Regions from separate parts of the Sus scrofa genome. Here region 1 is linked to region 2. The links are chromatin contacts, called in public HiChIP or PLAC-seq maps. All regions are on one chromosome and are shown on one strand. The core of a region is the stretch at or near the end of the contact, and the rest is flanking DNA. Distances in the headings are between cores, read along the strand shown. Region 1 overlaps AKNAD1 (protein AKNAD1). Region 2 holds the start of CLCC1 (chloride channel CLIC-like protein 1).

What was found. HiChIP or PLAC-seq counts read pairs in DNA pulled down with a chosen protein or histone mark.
Region 1: a contact with region 2 is called in an H3K27ac HiChIP or PLAC-seq map of skeletal muscle, with 3 times the contacts expected there. The contact joins the enhancer-like site here to the promoter of CLCC1 in region 2. A contact is called at or near these places in 1 of 5 promoter capture datasets (fetal liver), 3 of 47 Hi-C or Micro-C datasets (embryonic fibroblasts, heart right ventricle and undifferentiated spermatogonia) and 2 of 2 datasets of contacts at active chromatin or transcription factors (alveolar macrophages and skeletal muscle).

The regions. Positions count from the first base shown.
Region 1 is chr4:111,222,515-111,229,475 of Sscrofa11.1, reverse strand. It overlaps AKNAD1 (protein AKNAD1), which reads right to left. Exons shown (of 13, transcript XM_021090095.1): 9 at 5,139-5,261; 10 at 4,935-5,042; 11 at 3,358-3,439; 12 at 2,224-2,323; 13 at 2-1,486. The coding sequence ends at 1,355. Among named protein-coding and RNA genes, the nearest start is that of AKNAD1, 31 kb to the right of the region's middle. Within about 2 kb of position 1,780, at least 15 of the 83 cell types and tissues checked have an H3K27ac peak or open chromatin away from gene starts, as enhancers often do. A contact at or near this core is called in skeletal muscle, where this site is marked.
Region 2 is chr4:111,078,863-111,085,823 of Sscrofa11.1, reverse strand. CLCC1 (chloride channel CLIC-like protein 1) reads right to left here and starts at 5,176. Exons shown (of 11, transcript XM_005663605.3): 1 at 5,022-5,176; 2 at 1,211-1,351; 3 at 470-568. The coding sequence starts at 1,339.

The DNA of each region.
Region 1 (6,961 bases), core at 531-3,030, 150 kb before region 2:
ATTCGACCCCTAGCCTGGGAACCTACATATGCTGCAGGTGTGGCCCTAAAATGACAAAAGAAAAAAAAAAATCTGCTACCAGTCCTCACTATCTTCCTCATAAAGCAACAACTTAAAAGTACAATTTGCCACGCAGTCCGAGGTATCCTCTGAATGGCCCCTGCTTTATGTCTTCCCAGGCACCCTAAACCAGTTTCCAAGCCCCAAAGTTAAAAATAACTCACTCTCCAGCCAGCTAGACAAATCGCAGCTGCCTTGGTCACCAAAGAAATCTTCAAAGCAGAAATGGATTCAACTCCCCTTACCGCTAAGCAGAGCTCTGGGGCTTGGGAAGCTTCTGTTGGAACAGGAGTGAATGGAGGCCCGGGAAAGAGGGACCAGGGCCAGTAACCAACCAGCTGCTCTGTTGTTGAGGTCACACAGCAGTCCTAAGCCAGCCTATCAGAAGCATGTTCCTATGTTCTCCACAAAATGCTAATGCACTTAATACACACAGTTTTAACGAATTGTCTTCACTTGGGTCCCAATTTCATTAAGACTACTGTTTTTCCGTATTTCTGACTTCAGAAGATCTTTAAATAATGTATACGTGTATCGTAAAAATTTCATACAGTCCAGAAAGTAAATGAAAAGTCAAGACCCCCTCTTCCCCACAAAACTCCCAATTCCACTTCCTGGGGGTCCACTGAATAGTTTTGTGTATCTTTCCGGAAAGTACGTAGACTCTTTGAAAAACAGATGAGGTCACACTATATACATTATTGGGCATCTTGCTTTTTTTCACAGTCTTACAGATTATACACCTCATTCTTTTCCGTGGCTGCAGAGTATGACCGCTGTTGCTTGTGTATCATCACATAGGGTGTTAGATTAGCTCCACTTGGGGGCCGTCCTCACCTGCATACTGCTTCCTGTCGCATGAGTTACTTAAAAGCAAAGTCCTAGCAGTGGAATTGCCACTTGGAATTCATAGCATTTGATGGCAGTTACCGAGGTGCCTTGTAACAAGGTGGCGCTAATTTGTACTTCCAGCAGCAGTCCGAGAGTTCCTGTCTCCCCAATCCTCACTGGCACTGCCAGGGATTTTCAAACTTGAGTATTTGCCATACTCGTAGGTAAAAGTATATTTTATTGCTTTGATTTATCTTATTATGAGGTAGGAATGACAGGTTTATTTTTAAACAAATACATGTTGATTTCGATCTTTAAGAATCACGGGTCCATTTTCTTCATTTAAGCACTTTGTGTCCCTCACAAAGGAGTTTTTCTCTGGAAACTCATCTTCATAAGTTGCCTAATCAAGCTTTCCCTGCATTCAAAAAAAAAAAAAAATCCTTGGTGCCTTTGAGTCAAACTAGTATTTCAGTCGGTTCCTCCATCTCTGCGCTTTGGCCAGATCTTCTGCAATAGTTCTAATCATTTGATCAGTAGTTTGTTTCAAAACGGTTGCTGTCCTTAGGGCATGATCCAAAGATGAGTTTAAAATCTACAGAGAAAGAGTCCACACGTTTTCGTCACTTAAATTTACGACTGCTTCTCTTAATTGGGTTCGCATTATTCAACACCGCTAAGTGGAATTTTTGGAGTACTCTCTTTTCCACCCGGTCTATTTCTGTTTTGAGGGTTTGTTTCCTAGGAAACCAGTCTGAGTGGAATATGTTTTTTTAGAAAAAAGGGACAGAAAAAAGGCCAACACGTGACTGATGAGCATGAATCAGAGGGTGAGGTCAGCAACCTGCCGGGCTGTTTTCTGCTGTGGAAAAAGAGATGTGTGAGGAGAGAAGCTCCTGGGGTGGGGGGCACAATGCAGGGGATCCCGGGCCATAACCACCGAGAGGGCACCCGGGGTGCAAGTGCATGCATGGGGCAGTGTTGGAAAGTGGCCTGAAAATAAATGGGAGACTGCTGGCAGCTGTCACCCCAGTGTCACTGGACAGACTTGTGAGTGGGGTGCCCTCATGCCAGGGCCAGGAGAATCTGTGCCAAGGCACCACCCATAGAACACTTTCTCCAGGAAGTTTGCCTTGGACCCAATTTAGGAATAATGCAAACCACGTGGCCACTCAGGCTGTGTATCTTTATGTTAGTGCTGAGCACACGTTGCTTTAGCAAAGCTTTTTCTGACGCTCTGTACTGTAATAATTTAAAGGCCATCAGTTTTGTGGTCATCCAGACCAAACTTACAAGCTGCAAGGATTCTAGAATTTTTTTCTAACTCCTCACCTCAGATTCCATCTCCTCAACACCACGAAAGTTGCTTAAGGATGTGCTTCCAGAAATCCTGCAGGACTGGGAAGGGGGTGAGCATGTAGCCAGGTCTGAACTGTAAAAAACGCAAAGGCACCTGAGTGCCATCCAGCTCTGTGGTTAGGTAATGGCCGTGTGTGTGTGTGTTGGGACAAGGAGCTGGTGCACCCCTGCCCAAGGACACATAACCAGGATGCAAACCCAAGAACTCCCCAGGGGCCACATCCATAAACACTGCACTGCACTCTGAGAGTGGGTGGTGGGGTTCAGACTTGAATGTGACCGCATGGCCTGAACTCTAGCCACACTGCTACATTGTCCTGCCTCCCAAATAGCTCTTGAATATGAGACTTCTCTCTTTCCTCTTCTACCACCCTTGGCCAAGCTGCCATCACGCCACCTGGATTATTGCACTAGCCTCCTATTTGGCCTCTGTGCTGCAATCCTTGACTCCTCTAATTTCTTCCCTCTCCCTTAGTTAGTGATCTTTTAAAACACAAGAAAATGTTAAAAAACACTCAGGTTAAAAAAAAAAAAAAAAAAAAAAAACCACCTCTTTGGCTTCCCATTATATCTAAGCCTCTGAAATCTTGCAGCTGACAAGCCCCTGCACGGTCTGGCCCTGCCCATCCCACTGGCCTTCCCTCACCAGCCTCATCTTGCCCACTGCTTCTCCATCTTCCAGGCTCCAGCTGCATCGTTCCTGGACTTGCCAAGGGCCTTCCCACACCAGGACGCCCTCCTAGACTGGCACCTTCTTCCCACTTACACCTCCATCCCCTTGCTAGTTCATTCATACTCACCCTTTAGAACTCAGTTTCCCTGAACCCCCAAACTAGGTAATAGCACTCGGTATGCCCCCTTTTCCTCTACCAATAAAAGTGAGCTCTCTGAGGGCAGGAACGGCGGGTGACTTAGTCCCAGTGTCCTGCTATCGACACTCAAGTATTTGTTGAATGAATCACTGAATGACTGAAGTATTAGCCAGACCTACATTTGAATCCTGGCTGTACTGCTGCTGATCCAGGAGATCGAGGGCAGGTAACTGAATGCTCTAAGCACATTGCATGCATCCAAGCGAGGGGTAGTCATTGTGTTAATAATACTTACTTTCCTGGTATGAGATCGCACGCATCAAGTGAGGATTTTGAATTTGCTCTTTGGGAACAGATCCATTTTGGTTGTGAATGAGCTGGAAAACGTTAGCTAAGATTAAATTCGGAACATCAAAAAAGAGCCCCAAATGATCCCCAAACGATTAATGGGTATCATTTCCTGAACTTTTCTGTATGAATGAAATAGTTCATAAAATTTGGGGAAATAAAGAAAATTTGGGGACATGGGAAATAGCCATCAAGTATTATGTATTCAAGAAAAGAAATTCAGTATGTAAAAGGAGCTTTATTGGCAGACAGGAGACCAGGAGTCTGGGTTCTCTGGGTGTGAGCTCTGTGACCTGAGCGTGTCTGCAGGCTCAGCCTCTTCATGTGGCAAATGGAGGGAGAATATTTTCCAAGAGCGTGGACTGAATCAATTTCTGAAGGCCTCCTCACTTTGGGACCAAGACTTCTAGGAGTCAGAACTAAATTATGTTACTGAGACAGTTCTGGAAAATAGAGACCAAACAGAGGAGAAGATAAGCACAGCAAAGTCACCATGGAACACAAATTCGCCTTCGGGTCACTGAGGCTCCCTTCCCCCCCTCCCCGGCCCCCTTCCTCCTTCTGGCTTCTCTGGCTTCTCTTTCCCTGTCATGACTCCACTGCTTTCCTCATTCACATACTGGAATGAGGTCTCAAGGGTTGTAGACCCCAAAACCAAGGCGGTAATAAAGAACTCTGCCTGTTGCTTTTGCAGAGTCTTGGGGACCATCCCCTTGAGAGAACACGCCCAACTGGAGGATCTGGCAGCTGAGGGGGGGGACGCAGCTGAGGTCCTTCGGGTGAAGGCTGTTCTTTAGTCTTGGACACCTGCAGTTATGAAAGATAAGAAACATTCTCTCTGGCACCCCGGCCCCAGCGATGGAGAGAAAGCTCTGAAGGTTCGAACTTGCTCATGAGGAAAGGGTGTCAGAGAACCAGAACGTCCTCGTTCAGAAGCAAAACAAGAGTGTCCCTTTCCCTCCTCTGGTGCCCTTAGCGGACCACCCCCGTGCTTCTAGCACGTGGCACATTTTGCCATGAGCGTCCCTTATTTGGGTACGTGTTCCTTTCTCTCAATAGGTTATAATTCCGTGGGAGGAAGGAGCCGTGTTTTATTCATCTTTATCAATAAATGTTTGGCACTGAAATGAGCAATTTGATATTTTAGGAGTGTAAAAATAGTCTGTTTCTCTACATGCTGACTTTTAGTGGGGATATCCTTAAAGCTTTTGCCATTCCTGATGAATCATAATAATAGTGGCAATTATTCAGTCGGCTATCTGTTCCACCAATATTCATGATGTGCTACTGACCAACGCTGGTGTAGCCCTTAGTACCCTTCAAAGCCCTTTCCTGCCAGCGTCTCTGAGCCCCAGCCCAGCCTCCTGCCATCCAGGTGTAGGGCTGGATGTGGAGGTGTTAGGTGGGGCTGGAGACCTGGCAGCAGCCCCCACCCCGCACTACCAGTGGCCAGTAGGATGGGGTCTCCCACGCAGGGGGACCAGCTTGTTGACAAAGATGGGATCAGGCAGGAGATGTACTTACAAGGTGAAGAGTTTCTATTTTCATGTAAAAAGCGGAGTTGGGCAAAGGACCTTCTTTCCCTATGATTAAAGTAGTTCTGTCTTGGGGTGTCGTATCTATAATGAAATTCTAAAGAGAAAAGATGAAAACTACGACTCACTGCCTGGGAGCAACAGCTGTCCCCACTTAATCCTGTATTTTCTACGACAGCCCAGTCATGCTCACCCTTAGCTGGGTCTTTCCCACGGATCCTCCGGGAGTTATGAATCTTGGTGCCACACTTCTCACATTGATTACTCGGCACTCCAGCCCCAGAAGCAGAATAGCAGCTGTGCCCTGTATCAGAACCTGAAAAAGCCGAAGTTACACAAAGGATGTGTGGGTTTTGTTGGTGTTGGTGTTTTTTTGTCTTTTTAGGGCCACATCTGTGGCATATGATGTTCCCAGGCTAGGAGTTGAATCCGAGCTGCAGCTGCCCACCTGCACCACAGCCACAGCAACACAGGATCTGAGCTGCATCCTCGACCTACACCACAGCTCCCGGCAACACTGGATCCTTGACCCAGTGAGTGAGGCCAGGGATCGAACCAGTGTACTCATGGATACTAGTAGGGTTCGTTACCGCTGAGCCACGACAGGAACTCCTGAGTTTTTGGATTATAGCCATAAAATGTGCTCTGGAAGTAGAACTCTGGCCCTGGCAAGTGTGCATTAGGCCCCTGGTGTTCACTTTCCTGGGGGAAATTTACCAAGGGGGTTGCCAGCCTCGGGGCGACATTTGTTTTGACAGGTAACAGTCCCCACAGGAAAGTCTCAGGATTTGCCCAGCACACATAGGTGTTTGGTCAAGCTCTTCTGGAGGGATGGCTCTGTGAGAATGTGGCCCATTGAATTATCAGACAATCTTGCACTTGTAGTTATTTTTCCAGATTTGCCCTGAGACTTCCACATTGTCTTCGCAGACCCTGCAGCGACCAAGAGCTTTGGTTTTGTCATCCAGGCAACTGGGAAGATGGTTTTCCTCTATATCCCATTCCTAAGTCCATGTGGGAACCTGTATCATAGCTTTGCCCTCATCAGTACCACAGAGAGACTGGCAGGAGAGCCCACGTGCGTCCAGTGTAGGTCTGGGTCTTATCTGGCAGCCTGTGGGCAGTGGACCTCTCCAGGGAAGGCCAGAGGGGGAGCCTGCGCCTGGCAGGTGAGCCCTTCCTGCTAGTCAAGCAGCGTCTAAGCCCCAGGAAAGACAAGGCTCGGGGGCAAAGCCACCTGCCTTGTCCCTCCTGACTCCTGATTCACTCATCAGTCACGTTGTCTTCCCAAGTGCAGATCACAGATGCAAATGAGCTCTAGGAAGGTTTTTTTTTTTTTTTTTTTTTTCTTTCCCAGATCTCACTCAGCCAAGTCCCTGGATGCCTTCTTAATCCAGAACCCGAGGAAATTACAACTAGAGGAAGAAAGAAGGAAGGTTGCATTGTGCAAGGGACAAGGCAGGGGTTCAGATGGGCCTGAGGGTGCAGCCTGGCTCTGCTGCTTATGAGCTGCGATGGTTGACAACATGCCCACAAATTCCTCCAGAGGAGGGAACCGACCTCCTCTCTCCTTGATTGCGCACTGGACTGAATGACTTGCTTCTAACAAGTAGAATAAAGTAAAATGCTGGTGTATCACAAGTCCTAAGAGACACTGAAGTTTCCACCTCGGTCTTCCTCTTGGATCACTTGCCTGGGGGACGCTGGCTGCCACGTCTTAATGACACTCAAGCAGCCTATCGGGGTGGCCCGCGCGGTGAGGAACTCCTGCCCATGGCCATGCCAGTGAACGATCTTGGAAGCAGATTCTCGAGCCCCAGTCCAGGCTTCAGATGATGGCAGAATTGGCCAACATCTTGACAGCAGCCTCTTGAGAGACTTTGAGCCTGAACCACCCAACTACTGACTCCCTAATTTCTGACCCACAGAAACTATAGGACAACAACTGTTTGCTGTTTCGAGCCATTAAGGTTGCGGATACCTCATTAAACAGTAATAGATGATACACCAGCTCTT
Region 2 (6,961 bases), core at 3,927-6,426:
TTTTACAACGTTTGAACCAAAGTCATAAACAATGGAATGAAAAACTTCTGTAAAAAGGCATTCTGCATTTCCTATTATGCAGCTCACTACCCCATAAAAAAACCCAAAAAAACAACTCGCAACAACAGCAGATAGTTAACCCACTGAGCAAGGCCAGGAATCGAACCCGCATCCTCATGGATGCTAGTCAGTTCGTTACTGCTGAGCTACAATGGGAACTCCCCAAGAACGTTTCCGTCTGGTAAAGAAATACTGAGATAAATGTTATTACAGGAAAATAAAAGTACTATTTTAAAAATCCCGGGCCAGAGCAACTAAAGAGAAACCAAGGCTAGAGTAACTCAAGAAAAAAGTCATGTATATACGTAAATTATATTTTAGATACAAAAGCAAATGTTAGCAGAGAGAGGAAAAACAGCAATTTAACATTCTATAAATAATATAAAAATTATGAATTAAAAAATCTCACCTTATAAGTTAAAGAGTCAAGTCTGCTGTAACATTCTGACAACTCATCAGCATGCAAGTCAGGACTGACCTCTTTAGTTTCTGATATACCGTATTTCACCTAAAGCAAAGCAGAGAGAAATTTTATTTCTTTATAGTTCAACTGTGAAAATAACCTACAGTTAAGGAAGACAAAAATTCTGACTTCATCATTTTTGACTTTGCTCATTCTATTCTTCAGCTGTATTAAGCCACCAAAAAGGTTAAGAGTCTCAGATTTACACACTAGCTAAGAACTGAAATCAAATGAGATTTGTTTGTTTTTCGGGGTTTTTTTTTTTTTTTTTTTTTTTTTTTTTTTTTTTGCTTTTTAGGGCCATACCAGAGGCATATGGAGGTTTCCAGGCTGGGGGTTGAACCGGAGCTACAGCTGCTGGCCTACACCACAGCTCACAGCAACTCGGGATCCCTAACCCACTGAGGGAGGCCAGGGATTGAACCCGCATCCTCATAGATACCAGTCAGATTCATTTCTGCTTCGCCACAATGGGAACTCTCAAATGAGTCCGCTTCTTGATGGGCTTTACATTTACATTCGAAACAGAGCTAACACGTTGGCGTGGAAATCATCTTAGACTAAGAGGCAGGAAGCTATTCTGCATTGATACAGGACTCTCACAGCTCTGCAGAAAGCAGTTACAGATGTAGACTCTTTCCATCACAGAAGAGATAAGCTGTTACACACACATGCACTTTTAAATACCTGAGACTTTCTCATTGTTCCTGAAGCAGCATCATAGTTAAGCATGTCTGTGGGGTCAATCCAATCATCATCATGAGCAAAAGCCACTATCAGCCACAGACATTCACAAAGCAGCATCGAACACAGCATCCTGCATGAAGGCTAAAAAAATTAATATTTATTCAAGTGTGATTACTTTTAGAAGAAACTTGTTTTGTAATTAAAAAAACTACTTTCTCTTAGTGCTAAGATAAGGCTTTCTTAATAGTCACTGAAATAAAAATATTCAGTAAAACGGTATTTGCCTAGAAACACATGTATTCTGAGATTTAAAAAAAAAAAAAAAAAACCCAGGGATTTACCAAATGATTTGGAAATTCCATTCCTATGTATGTACCCCAGAGAAATGAAAATACACATACCTGCACAAAAACTTGCACATTATTCATAATTAGCAAACAGTAGGAACATGAAGTTCCCTGGTGGCACTGTGGGTTAAGCATCCAGCATTGTCACTGCTGTGGCACAGGTTGGATCCCTGGCTTGGGAGCTTCTGCTTGCCTTGAGCGGGGGTCGGGTGGGGGAGTAGAAACAACCCAAATATCTACCAACTGGTGACTGAATAAATAAACTGTGGTATATCCATAGAGTGGAACATTATTAGGTGATAAAAAGCAATGAAGTATTGATTCATGCTGCTACACAGATGAACCCTGAAAACAGTATGCTACACCAAAGAACCCAGCGACCAAAGACCGTATATTATGATTCCATTGACATGCAATGCCCAGAATAGACAAATTATGGAGACAGAAAGCAAACTGGTAGGTGCCTAGGACTGAGGATAAAATAAGGGACAGGGGGTTGGTAGTTAAATGGTACAGGGTTTCTTATTTTCTTTCTCTCTCTCTCTTTTTTTTTTATGGCTGCACCCACAGCATATGGAAGTTCCCAGGCTAGGGGTCAAATTGGAGCTGCAGCTGCTGGGCTACACCACAGCCACAGCAACACCAGATCTGAGCCACATCTGTGACCTACACCACAGCTCACAGCAACACTGGATCCTTAACTCACTGAGCAAGACCAAGGATGGACACTGCGTCCTCACGGATAGTCAGGTTCATTACTGCTGAGCCACAACAGGAACTCCACAAATGGGAAGTTTAAAAGGTGCAGAATTATGATTCAAATAAGGTGACTGAACTCTCAATCAGAGAAATAGCTTTCTTCATCTAAGCCCGTGCATAAACCCTGTCAAACCACTTCAGCACATATCTCCATTCAACCCTGTCCAATACTGTGGCCAGTAGCCACACAAGGCTATTTAAATTTAATTAAAATTAAACTAAATTAAAAATCAGTTCCTCATTCTCACTAGCTGTGTTTTAAATACTAAAGTGCCACACGTGGCTGGCGGCTACCAAGTTGGGACACTGCAGATACAGAATGTTCTGTTGAATGGCCTCTCTTAAACCTACTATGAATCAGAATCAGGTAAGGGCGCTCCACGAGGAGAATGCCCTGGGCCCTACCCATAAATGCCTAACAGTCTAGCTGTAGGAATAAAATTAAGTCCGAGCTAAACGAAAACACTCTTTCCCCACTCCAGGTGTGCTGTTTCTTCTCCAGGTGTTAACACACACTGAAATCCACCACTTACTGACTGGTCAGTCTCATCCCTGAACACAGTAGCTCTCAAGCCGGGGAAGCTTCTAAAACTTCCCATCTTCCATCCACATCCCAAGGCATTTAAGTCAGAATCCCCAGGGGAGAGACCCAGGCACTGGGAAGTTTAAAGCTCCCCAGTGGGTACAATCACACAATGACGGTGGAAGAGCCTTGTCCTACAATGTGAACTTTCCAGGGAGGGTAACATCTTACTCAAGTCTTCATTCCCCTTCCCAAATACCCTCTCCATCGTGCCCCCTCCACCTCTCTAAGCCTGACACCCAGCCCAGTGGCTGGCAGGTGAAAGACATTCAGTAAATGTTTGTTAGGTAGCCAATGCAAACGATCAGTCTCGGCCAGGAATTTAAAGGGTTCAGAGGATAAAGCAGCACAAAAAAAAAAATCAAAATTTTCAAATCTGAGGGAGTAACAATGCAGAAGTGATGGGAGATGAGGAGGTGAGGCAGAAGAGCAGAATCAGCTGCAGAGAAAGTCAAGCCCTCCTGCCCACCCCCCAGGGTCACTGATTCAGGGCTGGACCTCCTTGAAAAATCTTTAAAGATCTCATACTTCCTTCAAACAAAGCTGCATCTAAACCTGGTAGATATCTTGCTTAAAAAAAGAAAAAAACAGACTCTGATTAAGTCTGAGGTGGGCCTGAGATTCTGCATTTCGAACAAGCTCCTAGTGGTGGCAGAGATGTTGGCCTACAGAGCACTGTGAGTAGTCAAGTATTAAAGCAATCATCCTATAATAGTTTAGTTCAGCGGTGGCACCTGTGATTCTACTAGTCAATAATTAGTATCTCTCCCCTAGTTCTATTTTTTCATCATTTTTCTCATGTCTGCAGCTTTGACACTATCACAATTACTATACCATAATAATAGCTGGTATTTGATTACTTTGTGCCAAATGCTGTTACATGCATTCATTTAATCCAAGAACTCTTGGAAGCAGTACTCTTGCTATCTTCACTTTACAGATTAGAAAAAGAAGTAATTTGCCCAAAGTCAATCAGCTAGCAGGTGGTCAAACCCGGACTGGCGCTACCTAAACTGCCTTTCCAGGGCAAGAGGCCCTGAGGGGCTATTCTTTTTTTTTTTTTGTTTTGTCTTTTTAGGGCCGCACTGGCGGCATATGGAGGTTCCTAGGCTAGGGGTCCAGTTGGGGCTACAGCTGCCAGAGCCACAGCAACGCCAGACCCGAGCCGCGTCTGTGACCTACACCACAGCTCACAGCAACGCCGGATCCTTAACCCACCCAGCGAGGTCAGGGATCGAACCCGCAACCTCATGGTTCCTAGTCGGATTCGTTAACCACTGCGCCACGACGGGAACTCCTGAGGGGCTATTCTGAGAGGATGGAGAGGGGGAACTACGGGAGCCCCACTTGCAAAGCGGGAAACACCAAGAGTGAGTTAACAGCAGCTCCTAGGCTTGACCGCTATCAACAAAGAGATCTCCGAGGAGGCTGCTGGCCACTGAGTGGAAATCAGCACAAATGAGAAGTATCTGGTTTCAATGAACGTACACGTGAAACGAGAAAAACAAGACTAATTTGGAGAATAGAGTCAACTTTTGCCTGAACCCAGAAACACGGCATAAGTCAGCAGTTTGCAATTTTGTTCGCGTCCCTTTGTCTAGTTTCCTGGAGCAAACTTAAGAACGTGCGTTTCTAACGGTTCCTAGATGACGATGACGACGGTCAAGCTAGTCTGGGGACCGCACCTCCATAACCACGAGCGCAGAGAAAATCGTCCTTGTTTTTCACCGCCCACTCATAAATATTCATCTCTAACTTTTAACATCCAAATTAAGTTTTTAAAACTTAGGTACAACCAAACCCAAGCCATTCTACTGACGCTATTTGTTCAAACTGTGCTTAAAGTTTTCAGAGATAACTGAAGCCAACAAAATTCAACGTTCGCCCGCGTCTCGCTTTGCGCTCCTTGCCCCTTTCCCTAGGCCTCTCTTTGAACCGCTAAAGATAAGACCTCTGACTGGCCGGGGAGATAAGACCGGGCGCTCGGCCATCCCCGTCGACGCCGTGCTCAGAGGTCTCCCGCAGGCCGGGGCAACACCCTCGGCCTCCCCTGCGCCGCCGCCCGCGAGACCCGCCGGGGCCGAACTCCAACCTGCCCGCCGCTCAAACACACCCGACTCACGTCCCAGGTCGCCTGCCTGCCTCTCCAAGGAGACAGACACGTGCCCACGTCGCAAAAGGCAGCGAGCAGACCCCAACAGAGCAGAGCTCTTCTGCGGGCACCGGGCCTCTAGCGCGTCCTCATCGACTCGCTCGGCCGGCAGCTGTGTGTCCCTCCCGGGCGCGCGGCTGATTGGCCCGCCGAGGGGGGCGGGGCCGGCTGGCTTGTTTTCTGTATCCTCATCAGCTGAACTCTGCAGGTGAAATCTTACAGGGAAGACAAACACATAAAAGGAGTACGAAACGTATTTTCTTAGTATCAGTTTATTTTATAAGTTTTCGAATGTGTAACATTTGCAAAAAAAAAAAGCCCAGAAATCTATTTGGAGTATTTTTTGGAGAATTTTTTAAATGGGGTTGAGTGATAATGGTATCCTATAGTATTGAGTACTGGGGGGGGGGGCGGAGGAGTGCACACTGCGTGGTCGTTGGAAGTAGTAAGTTTCCTTTTGATTTTTATCTTTACGTACTGGCCTTGCAAGCTTAGAAAATTCTCCAAAGAGGAAATGAGTTTTACACACTAGGAGAAAATAAAAGGTGTACGCAAAAGTTACTGGAATCAAATTTAAAAGTATATAAAGCAGTGCACTTGAGTGTGCATGTTGCTTATTACAGTTTTTAAAAATTAAAATACAAGGAGTTCCCGTCGTGGCCCAGCGGAAACGAATCCGACAAGGAACCATGAGGTTGCAGGTTCAGTCCCTGGCCTCGCTCAGTGAGTTAAGGATCCGACGTTTTAGTGAGTTGTGGTGTAGGTCGCAGACGCGGCTCGGATCCTGCGTTGTTGTGGCTGTGGCTGTGGCTGCCATCTGTAGCTCCGATTAGACCCCTAGCCTGGGAACCTCCCTATGCCGTGAGTGCGGCCCTAAAAAGCAAAAAAAAAAAAAAAAAAAGAAAAGAAAAAAGAAAATACACCTGACATAAAATTTACCATCTTACCATTTTCAGTGTAGAGTTCATTAAGTATATTAATATCGTTGTGCAATCATCACCACTATGCATCTCCATGAATCTTTTCATCCTGCAAAACTGAAACTCTATGTACCTTAAATAATTCATCATTTCCTTTCTGCCCCCAGCCACTGGCAACGGCCATAGACGCTTTGTATCTCTATGAATTTGTCTACTCTAGGTAACTCATGTAAGTGGAATCATACAAAATTGGTCTTTTTTGTGACTGACATTTCATTTAGCATAACATCCTTAAGGATCATCCATGTTGTAACACATATCAAAATTTCCTTCCTTTTTAAAGGCTGAATGATGCTCCATTGTATTATACACCACGGTTTATCAGTTTGTCTGTTGGACTCCAGTTGCTTGTACCTTTTGGCTATTATAAGGCTGCTGTGAACATCAGTGTACAAATACTCTTTGAGACCCTGATTTCAATTATTTTGAGCATATGTACCTAAAAGTGGGATTGCTGGGTCAAATGTAATTCCATTTTTGGTTTTTTAAGGGATCACCATACTGTTTTCCGCAATGGCTGTACTATGTGATATTCCAACCAACAGTACATAGAAGTTCCAATTTCTCCGCATCCTTGCCAACACTTTTTTTTTGACAGCAGCCATCCTATTGAATGTGAGGTGATATCTCTCTTTGTGGTTTTTAATTGTATTTCCCTAATGATTAGTGATACTGAGCATTTTTCAAGTGCTTATTGACCACCTGTCTCTCTTCTTGGGAGCTATGACGATTGAAGTCCTTTGCCCATTTTTTTTTTTTCTTTCTTGGCTGCCCTGCAGCATATGGAGTTCCCCAGCCAGGGATCAGATCCGAGTTGCAGCCTTTGCCGCAGCTGCAGTAATGCTGGATCCTTTTTTTTTTTTTTTTCCTATTTCTTGGGCTGCTTCCGCGGCTTATGGAGATTCCCAGGCTAGGGGTCCAGTCGGAGCT